Regions from separate parts of the Mus musculus genome. Here region 2 is linked to region 1. A link is a contact called in public promoter capture Hi-C data. All regions are on one chromosome and are shown on one strand. Each heading gives the region's core, a stretch centred on a gene start, on an enhancer-like site or on the middle of the called end of the contact. The rest is flanking DNA. Distances are from core to core; before and after follow the strand shown.

What was found. Promoter capture Hi-C pulls out the DNA fragments that hold promoters and counts their contacts.
Region 2: a contact with region 1 is called in a promoter capture Hi-C map of hippocampal neurons, with 2.7 times the contacts expected there. The contact joins the enhancer-like site here to the promoter of Kcnh2 in region 1. A contact is called at or near these places in 11 of 39 promoter capture datasets (HPC-7-derived erythroid cells, embryonic stem cells, hematopoietic stem and progenitor cells and 5 more), 1 of 15 datasets of contacts at CTCF or cohesin (embryonic stem cells), 7 of 484 Hi-C or Micro-C datasets (the C2C12 cell line, CD8 T cells, ECoMG myeloid progenitors and 4 more), 1 of 115 datasets of contacts at active chromatin or transcription factors (embryonic stem cells) and 2 of 9 other capture datasets (adipose tissue and embryonic stem cells).

Annotation. Positions count from the first base shown.
Region 1 is chr5:24,349,607-24,353,815 of GRCm38.p6, forward strand. Kcnh2 (potassium voltage-gated channel, subfamily H (eag-related), member 2) reads right to left here and starts at 1,998. Exons shown (of 15, transcript NM_013569.2): 1 at 1,602-1,998. The coding sequence starts at 1,677.
Region 2 is chr5:24,495,432-24,499,574 of GRCm38.p6, forward strand. Agap3 (ArfGAP with GTPase domain, ankyrin repeat and PH domain 3) reads left to right here. Exons shown (of 18, transcript NM_139153.2): 12 at 1,302-1,472; 13 at 2,639-2,776. Among named protein-coding and RNA genes, the nearest start is that of Gbx1, 29 kb to the right of the region's middle. RefSeq lists an enhancer at 1-569. Within about 2 kb of position 1,505, at least 15 of the 459 cell types and tissues checked have an H3K27ac peak or open chromatin away from gene starts, as enhancers often do. A contact at or near this core is called in hippocampal neurons, where this site is marked.

The DNA.
Region 1 (4,209 bases), core at 748-3,247:
CTGTTTCCTTCCCTCCTCGCTATGCAGTCTTCAGGCTGCAGCCCTGCACAGTCCTGCAAACCCCAGGCAGCTGGCTACAGCAGGGCTCCCTGCAGCAAGGCCAGCCTACCAGGTTCCAGCCTCCCAACTTCTGCCCTCCAAGAAGTTACTTTTGAGCGTTGGGTCATCTTTAGGTCAGTTCCCAAGGCCTTTTGGAACTCCCAAGCAAGCATCAACCCCAGGTCCGAGTTTCTTGTCCTATGAAAAGGCCTTCTAACTCTGTCTCCACTCCTACTGAGCCTAAGGTGTCCAGAGTACCCACCACCCACAGGAGAAAAGTGAGCCCCCCCCCCCCAGACTAGGAGAAGAGAACAAAGTTCCTTTGAAGGCAAGTCCCACTCTACCCCACCACTTGACTGAAGGCCTAAAATACAGATCCTGGCGAGACCTCACAAGCCCTGTAGTTTATCACCTTGTTCACAAATGTGGAAACTGAGGCTTTGAGTAGGAAGAGTCACTCAAGGTCATCTGGCAGTCAGTGGCAGAGGCGGGGCCAGAAGCCAAGCCTCTAGGACCCAGTCCAAGATCTTCTCAGATTCTGCCCCTGCCTACCTAACTGGTAGGAAAAGAAAGCCCGAGCAAGGGCCTGCCCCCTGCCCTTAGGCCTGCACCACCTCTTCGGGATCATCCTGTTCTCTGTCTAGGGACAATGCTGCCCATCCAACTGAGCCCTCCCTCCCAACACAGTAAAGCACACATTGTCCTGTGTGCACAGGGTCACAGGCAAGGAATGTCACCCTCCTGCTCCAGGGGCCCTTTGCAGTCACACACTCTGTGGCACATGCAGCCTTGAGGACAGGCACACCAACACCAAACATTCACCTAGCCTAGGACACATTTCTGGAAGTCTCCCTTGCCAGGTCCGAATAAGGGGAGTTGTAGTCACCCAAACCCAAAGGGGCTTGGGGTACCATCCCCAGCAGGAAAGTCCACCACACTGGAACTCCATGGCCAGCCTGTTCGCCCCAAAGCCAGCTTCAGGTGTGCAGCAGCCTCTCAGCACAGGGCCCACAATCTTGGGGACTTGCCGGAGACGCCTCTCCACGGCCCATGCAGACTCGAATTCATTAGTGACACAGGGATTTGACCATATACTTGTCACACACTCAAGAGCAGATTTGGTCACTAATCCTACACCTCTAGTTTTAGTCTGTCACATACAACACAGCCAAGACTGGAACGCGCAGTGTACTTTTAGGGACCAACAGCTTAGGTCATAAACAGTCTTAGGACAGCACACACACACAATCTCATCAACTCTGGACATTTAGAGTTGGAAACACCTACACATCTCATCCCACCTCCCTTTCCTGCACATTCCTGGTGTCATACTCACTCTCCGACCCCTAGCTGCAACACTAGGCCCCTTGGTCCTATGCCAGTGGTCCCTGGCACCAAGCCTTGTCCCCTTGGCTCCTGGCGTAAGTCTCAGGGCCCACCAGCCCCTACTGACTCACATTTTTGCACTGCACACGGCCCGGGCACGCCCCCCCAGCCACACTCAGCAGAACTGGACCCACCCCCCCAGACCCCCTCCCCGCCTTGCCCCCTCCCCCACTCACTCTGGCCCTCAAACTTGCGGATGATGGTGTCGAGGAAGGTGTTCTGCGGCGCGACGTGGCCCCTCCGCACCGGCATCCTGAGCCCATGGGCGGGCCGGGCGGGCCCCCACCCACCCTGGCCCGGCCCGGCCCAGCACTAGGCTTCGGGTGGCCTGGCCGGGCCGTGGTCTCCGCACCCCGCGGCCAAGCTGAGTGCGGGCGGGGCCGGAACTGGACCGAGGGCGCGGGATTCCCGCTCTGCTTAGTGGCTGCCGGCTCCGGACCCTGGGCCGGGCCTGAAGCTGCTGGAGCTGCGGCGCCGGCACACCTGTCTGTCGACCCGGGCTGGTGGTGCCACGGGCCCGGCTGCACCTCGTCCCCGCGCCGCGCTCCGCCCGCTCCAGCGCCGGGCTCCCGGCTCACGCCTGCCCGCCGCCGCCGCGCCGACAGCCGCTCCAGCGCCCGCGGCTCGGGCAGCGCCTGCGGCTTGGTCCGGCGGCTGAAGGGTTAATGCGGCGCGCGCCCCTCCGGCTCCGGCCCCCGCCTCCCGGCCCCCTCCTGTCGCCGCGCGCCGGCAGCACCGCCCTCTCCCCGCCACCCCGAGCGCCCGCCCTTCTTATTGGCTGAGCCGCGCCGAGCGCTCCCGGAGTCCCAACCCCTCGCTCCGCTACCGCGCCCCCGGGACTCGCGCTCCGCCGAGAGGGGGAAGGGACCTTTAAGTAGGGGAACGGTGAGGACAGGTGCGATGGTCGGTTTGGAGGTGACCAGGGAGAAGGGCATATCGCCCCCTCCCAGACTCAGGACTGAGAAACCCGATTTGATGGGGACAGGACCAACCCTTTATCTCCTGCTTCCCTGCTGCGCCTAGGGCAGGCTGAGTACCCACAGCTCGATGTCGGAATGTGCTGTGGGTGACGGGGTTGAGTGAGGCCTAGGCTCTGAGATGAGCCGCCCTAGGACCAGGGGACAGCCAGAAAATGGGAAGAACAGGGAATGTGGAAGCTGTAAAATTTTGAGACAAGGGTGGGTGAGCCGTAAGAGAGGCACGCCTCCCCTGTCTCCAGGGAGTTATAACCTCTCGGTGGTTATTCGAATCTCTCCATGGATGACACGTACAAAGAGACCGACAGCAGTTGCGGCCTTTTAGCTGTAAGAGCAAAGCGAGGCCCTTCCTTGAGTGCGAGGTCCCAGCCAGGGGATCCCCGTGAGCTAGAGGCCTTCCCTCCCTCTGCTGAAGGAACCTCATAGGCCCAATAGGAGGGCTTGGGGCCCCCCGAGGCGGCCCGGGCGGCCCAGCCCCCTCGGAAAACCCTGGCCTTGCCTTGGGCCCCTCCCCCTGCCAGCTGGCTCGCTCCAGCAGCAGCTCCCTTATTTAGGCAAAGAGGTCTGAGGATGCTCAAGGGCAGGCAGGGTGTCCACCAGCCGCCTGCCCACTGCCTGCCCACCGCCTGTTGGGGCCTGAGTAGGGGGCTTCGGGCGGCTGAGGTGTCCTTGATTTGAGCAGCTCAGCGACGCCTGGGGCAGGGCAAGGCCGAGAGGCGAGTGTTGACAGCTGAGCAGGCCTGCTGTGGGGAGGAGCCAGGCAGCTGGAGTTGAGGCGGCCTTGAATCCCCTCCCCTGCCTGCAACCCGGATCAGAGGCCTGTCTAGATGGATGGGGCCATGTGGGGGTTCCTGAGGGCTTGCAGCTGCCTCTGTCCTTGCAGCAAGGGGCTGGGTCTTGTCACCAGCGGGAACCTTCATTGGATGGGGGAGAGGGGGCGACGGACGGCGCAAGAAAGGTCGCCATGAGACCACGCCAGCCAGACTCTTACCTTACTCTTACTCCAGGAGCAAAATCCTGAAAACACTAAGGCCAAACAGGGCCCCTGGCCAGGAGGTGACACTCTTTTTTATTTGCTAGTGGGTGGGCAGTGACTCAGGGAGGCAGCCGGTGGGAGAGAAGGAGGTGGCTCCACCAGCTGATGCTAAAAAAGTCCAGAGACTCCTGCCTGCACAGTCATCCCTCAGACCCTTTCCACCAACAGCGTCTTCCTCATACACACAGGATGCCCAACTTGTAACTTAGCCTGAGAGGCCTCAGCGCCTCTGGGCTCATGGCTGCTCTGGCCCCGGAACACCCGGCCTGTGTGAGTGAAGAGTCCTCCTTTCTAAGCCTGGGGACTGAAAGTGAGAAAAAGTGAGAGTGGGCACGGAGAGCAAGATCCAAAGGAAGAAACCTCTATGGCCTCCTTCTAGACCGAGGCTTCAGGAAAGATTGGTCCCAAAAGGAGGGGACTCCTCGTCTGACTGGCCAGCAGTCCTTACCACTGGGAGCCACTTGCTGAGGAAGTCTTTTGGTCTTACTATCCCAGAGGGAAAACACAAGGTCACCGAGGCCCATTATCTGCCAGTAAAAGGAGAAACCAGATACACAGTAACTCTCCTAAGAGCTGCTTGCTTGCTAAAGAAAGCTCTCTCTCTCCTCTCTCCTACACACACACACACACACACACACACACACACACACACACACACCACTACCACCAGCAGCAGCAACAAGCAACACTTAGAGAAAGGTGTGTGTCAAAGCCAATGGCAGATTCTTACTTCTTAGGAAGCTCAGAGGGTTCCTGAAGGCTGGCTTGCAG
Region 2 (4,143 bases), core at 255-2,754, 150 kb after region 1:
TTGGGGGGCTTGGGGAGGAAGTTGGGCCTATGATGCCTTTGGTTGGGGCAAGGAGCAGAGTGGGGAGTCCTATCTGGAATCTAGGAGGCATAGTGAGGGACTAGGAGGAAGTAAGGGGAGAAGCAAGAAGCCTCAAAGGTTTAGGGAGAGCCAGGAGAGGCCCAAGACTTGAGGACAGCAGCTGAAACCGAGTGGGTGCCAAGTGCAGGTCACCGGCACTTACTCTGTCCAGCCATTGCAGGCGTTACAGCAAGTGCACAGTGATGCACAGTGCAGTCAGGCTCCTCCCTGCCTGCAGGGCTACTCTTGAGGGTGTCTGCATCATGTGGCCTCCCTCCCTCCCCTCCTGCAGCCGTCTCTGCTCTCTGCTTCCTTAAGCATCCAAAATCCAGATTCACTTGCCCACTGGCTGCAAGGCCGCCTGCTTAGCATCTCCCCTGGCCTGCCACTGCCAGCCTCCTCCTGCTTTGGCTGGCTCAGCCGTCTCCACACCGGAGCTTCTCAGGAGACGGAAAACCACGTGGCTCTGGCCTACGTGTCCTAGGCTCTCTGGCGCTTTCTTCCTGGCCTCATCACCACCCTGTCTTGGGGACACTGAAGAAGGTGAAGAAAGTTAAGGTTCCGAGTCTCTGGAAGTGGCACGGGCTCTGAGGCCCATGTCTGCTCCAGACTATTGCAGAAGGCCTCTAGCGGGCCCTAAGTGAGGTCGGAGAGAGCCGAATGCTCATCTTCCTTGCCCACGGTGGGCTGCGCCTGCCCAGCCTTGGACTCCGCAAGCCTTCCATTCATTCCCCTTGGCTCCGCCATGCTTCCCTGATGGGAAACGAAAGATTAATTTTCTCCAGCCCAACAGGATAATTACTAATACTAATTAGACATAATTACTTGAATTTGATACACTTATTTCTCTTCAGAATGGCAGCAAAGCTGAGGCAAAGCAAATGACATATGTGGACTGAGATGTTAGATGCAGGGACCTAGGTAGAGCAGGATTGGGGGGAGTGGTGCTGGACCTCAGCCGGGAGACCTCTTGTTGATACCCAAGGCCTTACCTTTCCCAGCTCACACTCATAGGGATGAGTGTGGTCTTCATGGTCATAGAGAAAGGGTGTGAAGGCTAGAAGTCTCCTTCCCTCGTGGAGTCTTCAGGAGAACTTGGCACACCCCAGTGAAGACCAGGTCCTCCTTTCTGGTCACTGTCCTGCTGAGGTTAACTCAGGTTCTGCCCTGCAACCTGTTTAGCTATTTCTTTGCAGGCCCGACCTGCCCCTCCTCCCAGTCTGATCCTTCCCCTCCCCCAGGTGCCCCCCACTCGGCCAGCAGCACATCCCTGCATTCTGAGCGCCCTCACAGCTCAGCCTGGGCTGGCTCACGCCCCGGCCCCGAGGGGCTGCACCAGCGCTCCTGTTCGGTTTCCAGCACTGACCAGTGGAGTGAGGCAGCTGCCCTGCCTGCCAGCATGCAGCACCCTGGTGAGTGGCAGCTCAGCTGCTTCCCACCTCTTCTGGCATCTGCTTAAGCAACAGAGAGAGGGAGCCCAGATGCCCAAGAGCCTGGGAGACTGATGGGGGTGGGGGCAGCAGAATCCCTCAGGGCTTTTTCCTGGTACTGTGATGCAGGGCTAGATCCCTTGGGCTCAGTCCCTTCTTCAGCATCCAGTTTGCCAGCTTCTCTGGTCCCAGGCCTAGGTCTGGACCCTCAGCCAGGATTTCAGGCTTGCCCTTTGTACCTCCTCCTTCCTGGTTCCCAAGCATTGCTGGTAGCTCTGCTGTATCCCCATCAGCCCCCTGTGCAGTCGCTCATCAGCCTCTCGGCAGGAGGACAGGGAGAGCAGAATAGACTAGAGGCTCCAGGCTGTACACAGTACGCAGTGAGAGCCTTGTCTGGGGCATCACTGGCCTCCCATCATGGAGAGGTCCTGCTATCTTGATTGGGTGTGCCCTACCTCTCATGCCATTCCTATGCTCTCCCCAAATCTCATCTCTCTCACCCCATAACTTTTTGGCCATAGACCCTTTCTGCCCTGTTTGCCCATTCCCCTAACACCCCACTCCCAACTCAGGGGTACTTTTGATTTTTCTCCCAGGGGCCTCTCATAGATACACACAAACTCATACCCAACCCACTACATGTCCCCATCCAAGACCAAGGCCACCTTCAGGGGCCATCCCCTTAGGTCATGGACCCGTGGCCTGTCTGGCATCGGTGAAGCCCCTCTGTTGAGTCTGGAAGGAGTTAGTCAGGAAGGGAGGGAGTGTGTCTGCCTCTAATGAAGTTTGACATTTAGTGGTGAGCGCCGGGCGGGCGGGGTGTGGGAGCGAGCTTGATTAGCGTGCTCTAATTGACAGTAATTAGGCAGCTCCCTGATTGTTTCTAATTCTGCTATTAATTGTGAGGAGCGGGGAGTGTGATTGAGGATAAATTTGGTGCGGAGCTGCTGGGCTTGAGCTCCCCGTGAGCTCCCTGGGCCTTCCGCCCCTTCAGGTTGCAGAAGCACTCGCCTCCCTCTGCTAAGTTTCTAGCTCCTCCAGGACAGGAAGCTTTGGGGCTGGGAGGCCTGGGTAGCCTCTGGCCATCTTCACACTCTGGGCCCAGCTGCCTCCCTCCTCCCACACTTGTCCACCTCTCCCCTCACCAGCCAGTGGCCCAGCTGAGTCACTCAGTTCCAGCCCCAAGCTGGAGCCTCCCCCATCTCCCCACTCCAACCGGAAGAAGCACCGCGGGAAAAAGAGCACCGGGACCCCCCGACCAGACGGCCCCAGCAGTGCTGCTGAAGGTTAGGGGGACCCAGAGGTGGGCAGTGGGACCCGGGTGTAAGCACCCTAAAAAGCACAGCAGTTTCCAGGGTAGACGGAGGGAACACTTTATATGTATGATTTCTGACATAAGTAGCTCAGCCCTCTGACATCCTGGGCTCTTCTTACTCAATCCCTGTTGAGTTTAGTTGACTTCTGTCATTCCTGAAGAAAGGCAGGCAGCAGGACACTACCGCAGCTCTTCTAAGACTCACTGAGCAGGGGACTGTGACAGGTGCCTCATGGCATGTGTTGGGCGGCTGGTGCTCTCTGTAACCTTCTGGGAGCAAAGGTGTTCTGACTCAAGGTGATCTTCTGGCCTTTGTCTTGGTGTCTGTTACCATAATGCCACTCTTCCATTGTCTCTCCCTCCCCCAGGGCGTTTCTCGGTCCCCACATATCTTGTGAATTCTCATCTCTGTTCTTATTGCTGTGGGGATGGGTGTGGATCAAGTGAGCCTCTGACGGTGATGCAGAGTTGTATGGCCCAGAGCCCACTGTGGCCTAGGGACCCAGGACCCCAAGGGGGTAGAGAAGCTCACACAAGGGGAGATGGAGAGAGGAGCTACCGGTTTACATGTGGGCAAAGGCATTCTCTTAAGGGTCCGTCCTCAGGAGGAACCCAGCAAGAGAAAATTTTCAGGGATGTGCTGTCACTGAGGTGAGAGACTGCGGGGCCAGAGAAGTAGCCAGAACTTAGGGTCAGGGGTGTCCCTGGCGGAATGTATGGCTCACTCTAGGGTCATATAAGCACTGTGTCTCTCTAGCCCCCATGTCAAGTCACACTGCCCAGTGACAGTTGTTCGGGGCCAGTGACCTCTGGAAATAGATATGTCTGAATGTCTTTCCGGGGTCTAATGGGCAAGCACAACTCCCGGGTCACAGTGTGGACTCCTGTGCTTGTCACTACAGATGTCCTTGGGTTCCTGTTGGTTCCCATCTTCCAGTTCTTGGAGAAAACATCTCTTCCCCCACCCACTTGCCCTTCCTGCCTGTCTATACCAGGGCAGTGGGGGAGGGGCCTAGCTCCCAGGAGCCCTGTGCTGACGCCGTCCAGAATATTGGGTTTAATGAGCTGCAAAATGAGGAGGCTGCAGCTGACACGTACGGATGGTGCTCACACCCGCCTCCTTGCCCGGCATGCGCCTTCTAGTACCCGCCGCGTCCTTCTCCAGACACTTAGCTCATGTCTCTCCAGGTTGTCTCCTCATGGTGTCCATTCCTGATACTGTTTAGGAAGCCAAGCACAGCACCCACCATTTCCTGGCTCCACAGGTGGTTAGAAACGGAGGGCAGGGACTCAGTCTTGCGCATTTCTGAAGAGGAGGATGAGTGTTGTCAAAGCAGG